2 separate regions of the Mus musculus genome follow, and region 1 is linked to region 2. The links are chromatin contacts, called in public promoter capture Hi-C maps. All regions are on one chromosome and are shown on one strand. Each heading gives the region's core, a stretch centred on a gene start, on an enhancer-like site or on the middle of the called end of the contact. The rest is flanking DNA. Distances are from core to core; before and after follow the strand shown.

Region 1 (6,322 bases), core at 825-3,324, 2.3 Mb after region 2:
TAGTGAGCTATAAGTACAACAGGCATTGTAGGCTGGGGTCAGCAGGAACTGGAGGCCCACCAAGTATCCACAGCAGGCAGAATCCAGGCCTCCACACCAGGGAGGGGCTGCCTAAGAAGCCATTTTTCAGGATGCCCAAAGCCACCTGAACATCAGATAGAGATGCAACCTCATATACAGTTGTACAACAGGAGGGAGGGGTTAGATTCAGGGGCCAGGGTTCTAGACAGAAGAGGAACTCCCTAAAGACAGCCTTGGTAGTTAAATTGCAGTTCCTCTCTCTTACCTTTTCAGTCTCAGCCCCTACCCTGCAACCAAGCCTCAGATAAGAAATGTTGTGGGCTGGAGAGATGGCTCAGTGGTTAAGAGCACTGGCTGCTCTTCCAAAGGTCCTGAGTTCAAATCCCAGCAACCACATGGTGGCTCACAACAATCTATAATGGGGTCTGATGCCCTCTTCTGGTGTGTCTAAAGATAGCTACAGCATACTTATATATAACAAATAAATAAATCTTTAAAATAAAAAAATGTAGTTGTGCTGGGCATAGAGTCAACTGCTTTTGATCCCACCAACACTTTGGAGGCAAAGACAAGAGAATCTCTAGGAATCCAAGGCCACCCTGGTCTGTATATAGTGAGTTCCAGGCCTGTGAGGGCCAAACAGACTCTGTCTCAAACAAACAACAAAAACAAAAACCCGAGGCAGTGGTGGAGTATGCCTCTTATCCCAGCACTCAGTAGGCAGAGGCAGGAGGATCAGAGTTCAAAGCCAGCCTGGTCTACAGAGTGTGTTCCAGGACAGTCTCTCTACATAGAGAAACTTTGGGAAAACAAAACAAAACAAACAACCCCTCCCTGCCAAAAACAAAGCAACAAGATAAAGGGAACACAGTACCACACAGGGACTAGCCAGAGCAGAGCATGACCACCTCACACCCAAAGGCTACTGCTACCCCTGTAACGGTCACGGGGAGGTCAGAAACATTTGGCCCATGGCCATGTATTTCCAGAACAGCCGGATGACAGTTGCTTTGAGGGACAGACACTTGATCACATAATCAGGAAGGCTACAGTACAGGAGCTGCTCATGGGAACAGGGCTCTTGTAAGGTCCTTTCCCTACCCATACCTGCTTTCCCTCTCAGAAGGCTCCCCCTTGGTGTGGTCAATCACGTGCATCTGAGGGACATCGGGAGCAAAGATCTGGACCTCAGCCCCGCCTCGGCTCAGGTGCACCAGGATCCTATATGAAGAAAATCCACAAAGACATCACTTCCAAATGTGTCCTCCGGCCTCACAGCATGACGATTTTACAGATGGACTGGCACCAAGTGCTGGGGAATTCCTAGTTTATAGGACACCTAGTTGCTTTTACGAAGGCACGGCTCCTGCCGCTTACAGACTTCTGCAAGGTAAGGGTAGAACCAGAATAAGTAGGCAAGGCATCCTTTTACTGACTGATGAGCAGCGAGGGTTGTTGACTCCGCAGGTGTTGCATTTTGGGTATGTTCAAGACCCCAGCTTGCTGCCAGGCATTCTGCCTTCACCCAGGGTCCGGGTGGCATCTTTTGTGTCTTGGCTGTGCTAACTTTGGCTTTGGACTTATCACGATGTGAACCCACTGCGCTTGGTCACCCTCTGGCCATTTCTGCCTTTTAAACCAAGAGAGTGTTTACAAACTCTGAGGACTTACGCTGAGGCCTCATGGATCTCGGTTCCGTCATAGACTCCACAGCCCGACAGCACCTGCAGGAAGAGAGGCACTGACGAGGGCGAGGGCCCAACACGCAATTACCGAGGGAGGGGAGGCTGAACCCCACCAAGAGCCGACCTTGGGCGGACAGCTGGTCGACCCCAGGCTGCGGGGACCTAGCAAGGGAAGGCACTCGGCCTGGGAGTCTGGCTCTGCACTCACCAACGCCACCCTGGCCCCGGGCCGCGGTGCGGAGCTGTGAAGGGCTGCGCGCTGGGAGGGAGCCCGGTGGTATCTGGAGAGCGGTAGGAGCGCAGAAGCCAGCCTTGGCGCCACCAAAACCCTGACGGCAGCCATCACGAAGGGCAGCCAGCCACAGTGGTGTCAGGAGAACGTGCGCCGTGGGGCGGGGTCGCGCCTGGCCAATGGAGGAGCGCGTAACAACCCCTTTCTGGAGAGGGCCAGTGGGTGGGGCCGCGCCTGCGCAGTGACCGACGGCGTACGGGAAACCCAGCACCTTTTTCCCTGGAGGACTAGCGGGAGGGAGGGGCCACAGATCTCAGGACACGCCCCCCCTCACCTAAGAGACCGGTTGGCTGGACTTCTCCAGCTCAATGACCGACCGAGCTGGGACACGCCTCTTCTCGGTTTTGAGAGGGCAAGCAAGCAAGTATGCCAGGTTAGGACCTTCCTGCGATCGACCTTGTTGAGCGGCCCGGTCTGCCTAGTTAATGTTTGAAGGGCGCTCATCTTGGTGTAGGCCACCTTGACTACCTATTGCAATTCCAGTCTATGCAATGACTAAAAACTGATTTTAAATAACGGGGTCAGAGCAAGCCCCGCGCCCTCACGGTGCAATCGTAAATTGCTCCTGCCATTGTGTTCTGGGTACCTCTGCAGCTTCCTCACAGGCCACAGTTCTGCCAGTCACGATTCAGTGAAGAGCTGAGCTGAGCATCGTACCTTCCATTTCCTATTTTGAATCAATGTGATTGCTATAGTTGCATACAGTCCGGTGTCCATCGGGGTAATGACCAGATAACTCCCAGAGTTTCACTGCCTCTCCCTAGCCACAGTGAAGGCTGTCAAAGGTGACCTGGCTTCTCTCAACTCCTAGGGATAATTAGCTGCTGGGTGTTCCCATCTTAAGATGGGAACCCTTTCACATTTAGGAGACATTTAGGCCTGGGATGCACAGTATATGCAGAAGCCAGGGAGCATACAGAAGTGGGTTTGGTGGCCCAACACCATTACAGCGAGTCAGGGATTATTCAGTTTCAGGGGACAGTAGTTGGGGGGAGGGGTGGAGCAGTGTCAGGCAATTTGCATCTGGCTGTCCACAGGGGTGGAGTGGGCATGGTTACCACGGAGCAGACTTGTAAAATACTCCAAACTGAGCCCAGTTTCTGGTATGAGAATTAAACTGGATGAGATGTATGAGATGTATGGTGATGGCTGAAGCATGGTTCAGCACTACTTGCCTGCCCTTCCCTGGGCCCTCAGTTCCACATTCATACCACACACAGACAAAACCAGTAAAGCTTCATAAAACTGTATTTGTACTGCAGATGGGGATCCCAAGATGGCACCAAAACAAGCGGGTCCTTGTCTGGGCGGCCAGGGGCCTGGCTGTCCCTGGGCACATAAGAAGCAGTTTCCTTTTCTACCCCAAGCTACACAGAGAAATGCTCTGCAGAACAGGAAACCTGGCGACACCAGGCTAAGCTCTGGCTTCTCCCCATAACGGTGTTCAAGCCTGAGCGGGTTCCAGGTGACCAAGACAGTATAGTATCAGTGTATCCTGAGTATGACAAGGGTGCGACAGCTAATGGCTCTCAGTGCACCAGGTGCCACACAGATCCATTCCTGTGGCCTGGACAGAGGCCAGTGAATAGTTATCAGCATGAGTTGGCACCTGTGGGTCTCTTCACTGGCGAGTGACATGCTGGGCCTGGTCAACCCCATGAACAGGAAGTATCGGTAAAGCACCACTCAGGCATGTCCCTTCTCCCACATAACCTGTACATACTGGCAAAGATCAGTCCAAGCTTCCCTGGCCAGCCTTGGGCTGTCACAGCCACCCGCTGGGGTCAGCCCAGCACACACCATTTCTTCACTACTTACAGATATCAGGGCCACAGGCCCGAGCAGTCACCGATCTCCCTGCTTACTTGAAGACAATGTCTCACCCAGGACACATTAGAAACACCGGAAACTCAAAGTTGAGAAGCAAAGTCCTCACATTTACAAAAAAGCTCTTCCCAACCCGAAATTCATCCTTAGAGCATCGTATTAAAAATATAAATAACTCTGACAGAAAGTTTGCAAGTCCACACTTCTAAACCTTCCCTAGGAAGTCTGTGCAGGGCCATCCACAACGCAAGCATTCTGGGCCCAAAGCATAAGTGTGCCCGCTGTATCCTGGTCCCGGCCCTGAAAGGTTGGCTTGCTGTCTCATGGCAGCATGAGCAGTCTCACAGGAAGAGTCCGGGCTGGAGGGTCTCGGGGTCTCTGGCACCTCCCACTTCCTGGGCCCAGGAGCACAGTGGTTTCATCTCCAGCCAATCAGGCCGTGAAATATATGGTTCTATATCAGCATCTCCTCTTCCTCTTCTTCACCTGCAGCTCTGAGTAGGTGCAGACTGTCCTCATCAGATGCATCTGAGTCCTCTTCTGTGTCCACAGGTTCCAGGGTGCGTTTCATGCCCCGCTGCTTGGAAACTGCCAGCACGTACTGGATGTTGAAGCGGTTCCAGTCACAGCTGGGGACAGAAGGCGTTAGGTCAGCACCAGCATCCTGCTCGGCTGCCACCAGCAGGATCAGGTGCAGCTGTCCCCAAAACTTATTCCCTCCTTAATTCAGTTCCAGCTCTACCCGGTGTAGTGCAGCATCTGGCCTGCTCTCCTTGCTGGCCCTTCCATTACAGAGGCATTCCACTGACAGAGGCAGGGGGCTGATTCTCCACATTCACAGGACAAAGGGCACGTTTCTGGCCCTATCTCCCAGAACCATGAGTGGGGCAGAAGCCAGTAGAAAGGAACAGCTGCACATTAAACTTGTGGGTGTCATGCGACCTATACAGGGCTGCCTCGCAAACCTCACAAAGCCAGTCATGCCAATGCCTTGGACATAAACCAGACAGCAGCAATGCTCAGAAGGAGATGGAGGGGCAAGAGTACTCTCTTAAGGAGCTGTGGAGTCACAGGCGCGCCAGCCAGGGAAAGATTGGCACCATGCACCTTGCTAAGCAGATCCACACCTTAGTAAAGCCACCTCCAACACCAGTCTTCCTGCAGCCAGGCAGGACTCTAGGAAGGAAAGGGCACGAAGAGGAAGGGTCTGCTTGTGACTTGGAGAAGCATTGTAAAGATAATCGGGAGGGCTATGGGACCACAGTGCCCCAGTGCCAGCCTCTCTCAGAGACTCTGTATGGAGAGACTAGCAGACAAGCATATTATAAGCCTGGCAGGAACACATAGCATAGCAACTGCTCAGTGACAGATAGATGATATGGGGATGTATGGGTCACAGGCCACCAAAAACTACCTGAAGGAGCAGGCTGGGGGAGGAGGATACACTTGAGGTTATTCTAGCTAGCACTGTCCCAAGAATACAAGTTTTATTCTCTTATTAGTGCCACACCAGGGAAACCCCTGCAATACACAGGCCAGATCCCAGGAATTCAGGCTCCCTGGCCCCAAGTCCTGTGGTCACCTCTCACTGCCCTCAGAGGTGACAGAAGAATCTAGGCCAGGCTGCCTGGCCCTACACTTGTGACATGTTGGTGCCCAGGGTGAAGGGCTCTCACTATGCCTCAAGTGGCAAGTGTACATGGTAAGTGGTTAAGCATCAGCCACACCCAGAGGGGACCCTCACACCCATGGCAGATGGACTCAGTTCACCATCTCTGATACTGGAGTACTCTGCCCCCAGATCAGACACGACAGGGATAAAATCAGCTGCACGAGCCCCCTACCCTACCCGCCCACCAACCCCAAGGCACATACAGTTTGGAAACATCATCCAGATGCCGCTGGAGGCCCTTCTGAAGGAACTGGACCACAGGCAGCAACTGTCCCGCCCTGGAAAGGAGACACCATCAGTGTGTGTGCATGGAGGGGAAGCCTCCCTGTGGCCAGGACCAAATGGCTGGGTCACTTGATCCACAGGTGAAGAGCCAGGGGGAACCCAGTCTATACCTGGACTTCAGCCGCTGTCCATGTGACATAAGTAACTTCTGAGTCCATATAAGGTAGAATTCCAGGTGCCTAGATTCTTCAAAGGAGGCAGCTAAGAACTCCAGTACTTTCACTACGTACAGCTCAGGCAGGGACGTGCTGACTACCTCAACTGCAGGAAGAAGAAAAGCCATATCAGTTTGCAAAGAAGTTGTCAGGGAGACTGGAGCCACCTGGAGCTCCTCTGCAGCAGCGAAGTGTGGCTGGTGGCCCCGGCTTACTTTCATTCTGTGGCACAGCCTCCAGGGCCTCCTGGGCCAGTTTTTTCTCATTGAGGCGGAAGGCCATGAGGATGGCCCGGGTAAACTCCCTCTGTCGGAGCGCCTCCCGGATCCGTCCAGGGGTCACACTGGTGTCCAGCTCAAATGGGTCGAAGAGCATCTGGGCATCC
Region 2 (5,708 bases), core at 1,188-3,687:
CCAACAAGGAAGGCCCTGTCCCTGAGGAACTTGTCCTCCAGCTGTTGCAGAACCAGGACCATTCTATCTCTGTTCCGTTCCACCTTCTCCTGGGGAACCTGGACCCCAATGAGTGGCCCCAACACCTGGCAGAACGACAGAAGAGCTCAATCTATAAATAAGCCTGACTCTTACTGGGTGCCCAAGGTTCAGCCCCTCCCCAGAGGACCCTGGATACCTTGGTCCATAGGAGCACTCCGAAAGTACCACGGATGTTGTCGGCATGCCAGCCCAGGTATTCGTGGACTTGGGCACGGGCCTGTAGGTCGGCCGGGTACCAGTGGTCTGCCACCTGGTACTTGGAACTCAGGTAAATCAAGATGGCTGTGCTGGGAATCATAGAAGAGGGGCTATATGGACCATGGGAAGAGGGGATTTAAGGACCTTGGCTGTTTCCCATCCCTTGGCGGGGCCTTCAGAATTCTCACATTTGAAGTACTTCCCTCTGGTCTCACCACCTATCTCTCCATGACTCTTGCCTGTCCCCAGAGCCTTTCTTCTCTGCAATGTTGTGCATGGTGAAACCCAGAGACACACACAGACACACACAGACAGACACCAGCAAGAGCTCTGCCCCTCTCCAGGTCGCCTCTTTTTTTGATGTCGTGGACACTGACCCCTGGCCAGACCTTTTTCTCTCCGCCTTTCTTTTTTGGTGGTGGTTGTTGTTGTTTTGTGGGTTTTTTTTTGTTGTTGTTTTGTTTTGTTTTTTAGCTCTCTGACACTAGACTCTAATGGGAGAACCAAACAGTCTGTGAGCCCTGACCCTTTCATTGGTCTCCGGGGCCAAGCTTTGGCGGATTAAACAGGACATCTAGGAAGTTAGGAGAAGCCCTTCCTAGTCCTTTGTTGAATCTACATTTTTTTTTCCCTAACCCTTGACAATCGTCCCCTTGTCGCCTTCCAATACCCCTCAATCAGGATAGGGAGGCCTGGAGGGGGAGGGGGGGAGTCCAGCAGATGAAACAGGACAGAAGCAAGGGACATGCTGGATCAGCCCTCTAGTCTTCCAGGACCCCTTCCCACAGAGTCTGCTCTAGCCAGGCCCCCTCACAGCCTAGGGTCGGAGTCGGCCAGGGCCCCGCCCCGCACCCCACTCCAACGGAAGTGGGGCGGCCAAAGGGAGCCGGAGGAGGTAGTGAGGGCTCTGGGTATATTTACAGCTGCACCTTTCGGTCAACACGAAGCTTCCGTCTTTGAGTACAGGAACTTTGTTTAAGCAGTTCACCTGGGAGAATTGCTCGCTCATGTGCTGCCCTGGGAAGGAAGAAGCCAGAAAATGCGTGCAAGGACTCAAGCAGTATTCCTATTTTCCCCTTTCTCTTTGCAACCAGAGCAAGGTCGAAACGGCCAAAATCCGGATGGGCCGGGAACCAGAGGCACAGAGGTGGCTCAGCTATGTGTCTCTTCCCTGCAAAGTCTCCGGAATTTTGTGAATCTAAACACTGCGTGCCTTCAAAGCAGAAACTGTAGGAATCTTTCATTTTTCTCCCCACGTCCCAGGACAAAAAGTCTCTCTTGTCAGAGCGGAAGTTACGTTTAAAGAGGGCTCTGAACTGACTAAGACCACTCCAAAGAGAGCAGAGCATTCCTTGGTGGACGGCGCTGGGGGTGGGGGGGGTCAGATGATGGGGAGATTGTACCCAGGCAGAATGTGAAGGACTGACATGGTCTAGGGGTAAATGTGCCAACCTTTGAGTATATCCACGGTACGCGTCTGGAAGGGGATGCCATTCTTCTTGGCGAAGATGTAGACAGCGCGGCTGGGTTGTGACAGCAGGTCCAGGTAGAGCTCCAAGCCCATTGCCGGTAGCGACACAAGATGGTGTGCCGACTGCGTTCGATAACAGCAAGCTGGGGTCCAGCACAGCCTCAGTTGGCCAAGCCAAACGATTTCCTCCTCTGGATAGCTGACACCTGCTGATCTTGGGGAGGGAGACGCTTTGGAGGACTTTATACCAAAAGCAGGGCTGAGGTGCGCGCGCACTCAGACTGACTTATGCGATTTGCTCCAGCGGACCGTGGAGCCAGGAATCCAGCCCAGGACCTTAGTCTCACCCGGACGCGGAAATGGCCTAGCTGGGCTTTCGTGGACCCAACTCAGAGTTCTGTGGACGTAGTCGTTTGCGGGGAACTAGACCGCTCAGCTCCTAGCTCTCAGTTACTGCAGGAGGGGATCTTAGAGGCTGATCGCTGATCCTTCTTTAACGGGTGAAGCTTGTTGCAGGCTGCTAGAAACTTTGCCTTAAGGAAGAACTGTGGTTGGTCCAGCTGCCCCGTGCAAAACAGGTCGTCTAAGAACACTGGACCTCCCCAGATCTGTGAGGCTGGGCAGCAAAGCTTGAAGGAGTCACAGGACCACCTCTCTCGCCCGCCTCCAACACTCTCCACGGTAGCATCTTCCGATGGGGAAAAGAGGTGCCCATTATCACTGGCTTTATCTGAATCTTTTAGAGTAGCTATAGCCCGTGGGCCATATCGGGCACCAGAATGTTTCCCTGGGCGTTTTTCTTTTTTTCTTTTTTCTTTCTTTCTTTCTTTCTTTTTTTTTTTTTTTTTTTTTTTTTTTTGACATTGAGGGGTAGGGGTCTTGCTATAGCACAGGCTGGCCTCAAACCCTTCTGCTCCATTGATTCTCCTGTCTTAGTTTCCTGAATGTCTGGGACTCCCAGGTGAGACCTATCCTGCCTGGCTTTCCAGGGAATTTATGTTTGTTTGATTCATTTGGTTGGCTATTTTTTGTTTTGTTTTGTTTTGTTTTGTTTGAAACAGGGACTCATATAGTCCAGGTTGGCCTCAAATTCGACTTCATTTTCCAAGTGCTTAGGACTACAGGCATTTGCCATAGAACCAGTCTTACCCTGTGAGTTGATAGCTAGGAGCTGTGGTAGCCAGTAGGCTCAAACCGAGCTCTCTCAAGTGGCCCCTCCCCTCGCCCCTCCCACCGCCAGAACCGTCTGAAGCCAAATTGCCCTTTTACCTAAATAAGCTGGTGTTGTTTTTTGAGGAAAAGGATTCTGAAAAACACAAAGCTGTCCCCAGAGGAGCTTCTTCTGCAGCCCTGCACCGCACGTGGCTCTGCTCGTGCAAATTCGGTAGGGAGAGCATGTGATCCAAGATGACTGTACCCACCCAAGCCCTCTGATGTGATTGGCCCCTAGAAGTCTCCTGGCCTTGTTTATTTCACGTGCTTCCCCTAGGTCAGACATCCTCTCTCACGGGATCAGATATGGCTCTTGAATGGATGGACCCCTGAATCCCGCCCCGAAACACCCCCCCCCCCCCCCCCCCGGCTTTCACCCTGCAGACTCAGGTACCTGCTTCGCTACTCTCCGGAGAGTCCCCTCCCACACTGGCAAGGAACTGGTTTGGCTGCCTCACTCCCCTCTTCCATCTCATCCTCTCTTCCGGCTTCTTAACCCCTCCCCCCCCCCAAAAAAAGGGCTTCCTTGAATCTTGACAAAAATACCCCTTTTTTTTTTTTTTTTTTTTTGCTACCCTCCCTTTTTGACTGGTAATAGTTTTCATCTTGATTGTCAGATACCTAAAGCCAGAGTGAGTGGTAGTTTGAATGAGAAATGCCCGCCCCCGCCCCACCTCCCCACAGCCCATAGTTTCCTGCGTTTGAACCTAGTGTATGAACAGACCCCAGCTGGTGGTCTGTTTTGTGTGGGTTATGTAGCTTTTAGGTTGTGGCACCTTGCTTGCTACAGGAAGTATGTTGCTCATGGCAGTGGGGTTTGGCAGTTTATACCCTGGGCCACCTAGGGGGAGCCTATCTGACAAACAGGACAAAGAAAATCAGTAGCTAGAACCTGGTTTCATGACACAGCATTTGTTTAGCATCAGTGAACCTAGCCCTGGATTCAACCCTCCACACCACAAAACAAACAAAAAAACTGAAGAGAAGCCAAGGTTCACAAATCACACCGAACGGTGGTTACTGAAGTGGTGGGAATAAAAGTTGGAATGGCTGACTGCCAGAGAATAGTTAGTCTTCAAACGTGTTGACCTCATTCTGTGGAAACAGCTAATTTGTTTGAGGAAATTTTGTTGTTATTCATTGAGACAGGGTCTGTCTATATAGGCTGGCTGTCAGGGAACTAACTATGTAGAACAGGCTAACTCTGAACTCACAGAGATCCTCTTGCTTCAATCCTGGAATTAAAGGTGTGTACCACCATCCTGGCCTCTGGCTAGGTTTTCTTAGCTCTTCTCATCTTTTAAATTATTATTGTTACATACATATGTGTGTATGTGCACAGATTATATAAACCTGCTAGCTCTATTTTTTTGTTTGTACATATAAACTCAAGGCTGACAGTTCTGCATTGGACAACCAACTAAGGAGTTCATTCCTATGAGAGGCTAATTCTTCTCTATTAGTGGCCAATAGTTCTTTGTCTAGGGTTGGGACCTGGAGACTTTCTCCCTTCAACATTAACATGTCCATAGATATTGCCATTGCTCCAGTATAGTTTGTACAGCCATTTCTAGAGACTGTTTCGCATCAGACTTCCTGGTATTCTGGTTCTTACAGCCTTTCTGTGATGTTCCCTGAGCCATGGATTCAGGAGCCACGATGCGGATTATCTGACTGGCATGCACAATATGATCTTACAATCATCAAAACATTAGATATCCTCTAAATGTTCTTTATAACAGATTGCAAACTGCTGTAGTGTGACCACTGGGTCATTCATCTTCCTCGTCTCTCGTCACACAGCCGTACCTCAGTGAACAGCGCAAACGCAAACCACGAAACCAGCTACAAGAATTTTGGACAGCCGCTCTCCTCTGAACGCCAGCTCCCATACCTACCACCAGGGTGGGCGTCCGAGAGTTACCCTCGGCTCCCTACTTCAGAGGACTACCCCACGAAGGGGCTTCTGGGAAATGCAGCATTTCCCGCCCTCCTCCGAGAGTCCGCTGCGCAAAGCATGCTGGGAATCCTACACTGCAGGGAGGAGAGTCAGCGGCCTGTTGGTTGCCTTGGCAACTGCTCACGCGAGCAACGGGCGTGAGCTGGTCCGTTAGGGGCAGTAGACTAGCTGCCACAACCTCTAGAGGTCATTGCCTCCCGGATTGGAAGGGTTGATTGTGGGGAAACTCCCCGCAACGGGAGCAGAGGGAGGAAGGGAAGGAGGGAAGCTGGCCAATCGCGGAAGGCTGGGAATAGAGACTCCAGCAGAGCCTGCACTTCAGGCACTTCAGGCCTTTCCTAGGAACCTGGTGCAGGCTGGGTCTTTTGGAAGGAACTATGCAAGATCCCTGGAGATGGGAACCGGGATTGGAAGTGGGGCAAAAGGGGGAAGAAAAAGAATGGGGGAAGCTTTGGTAAAGCTTAAAACAGTGCTCACCCACGCTCTCCCACTCCTGTAAACCGAGTTTTCTGGCAAAGCCATTTTTTTAATGTGCACGATAGGATCAGGAGAGAGCAGGAAAGCGGGGTGGGGTCGGAGGCGAAAACGGGCAAAGAAAACTCTTAGGATTGAAGTCCGGCTCTGAAACGTGAGGAAGTCAGGATGGCTGTTTTCTCTTGTGGCTGGAAGTTTTGCCCACAGCTCTTTCCGGATCTCTGAGTCTCCATTTTAATCACACTGGAATGTACCTCTAGCTGTGAGATCTTTACCTATAGAAAGGAGGGAAAAGGTGGCCAGATGCCAATT

The links. Promoter capture Hi-C pulls out the DNA fragments that hold promoters and counts their contacts.
Region 1: a contact with region 2 is called in a promoter capture Hi-C map of liver, with 5 times the contacts expected there. The contact joins the promoter of Gatd3a here to the promoter of Gstt2 in region 2. A contact is called at or near these places in 5 of 39 promoter capture datasets (cranial neural crest, embryonic stem cells, liver and 1 more) and 1 of 9 other capture datasets (liver).

What each region holds. Positions count from the first base shown.
Region 1 is chr10:78,167,681-78,174,002 of GRCm38.p6, forward strand. Gatd3a (glutamine amidotransferase like class 1 domain containing 3A) reads right to left here and starts at 2,075. Exons shown (of 7, transcript NM_138601.3): 1 at 1,915-2,075; 2 at 1,693-1,745; 3 at 1,129-1,242. The coding sequence starts at 2,049. Pwp2 (PWP2 periodic tryptophan protein homolog (yeast)) reads right to left here. Exons shown (of 21, transcript NM_029546.2): 18 at 6,153-6,322; 19 at 5,893-6,043; 20 at 5,701-5,775; 21 at 3,230-4,454. The coding sequence ends at 4,280.
Region 2 is chr10:75,832,444-75,838,151 of GRCm38.p6, forward strand. Gstt2 (glutathione S-transferase, theta 2) reads right to left here and starts at 2,438. Exons shown (of 5, transcript NM_010361.2): 1 at 1,732-2,438; 2 at 1,209-1,296; 3 at 218-368; 4 at 1-125. The coding sequence starts at 1,843.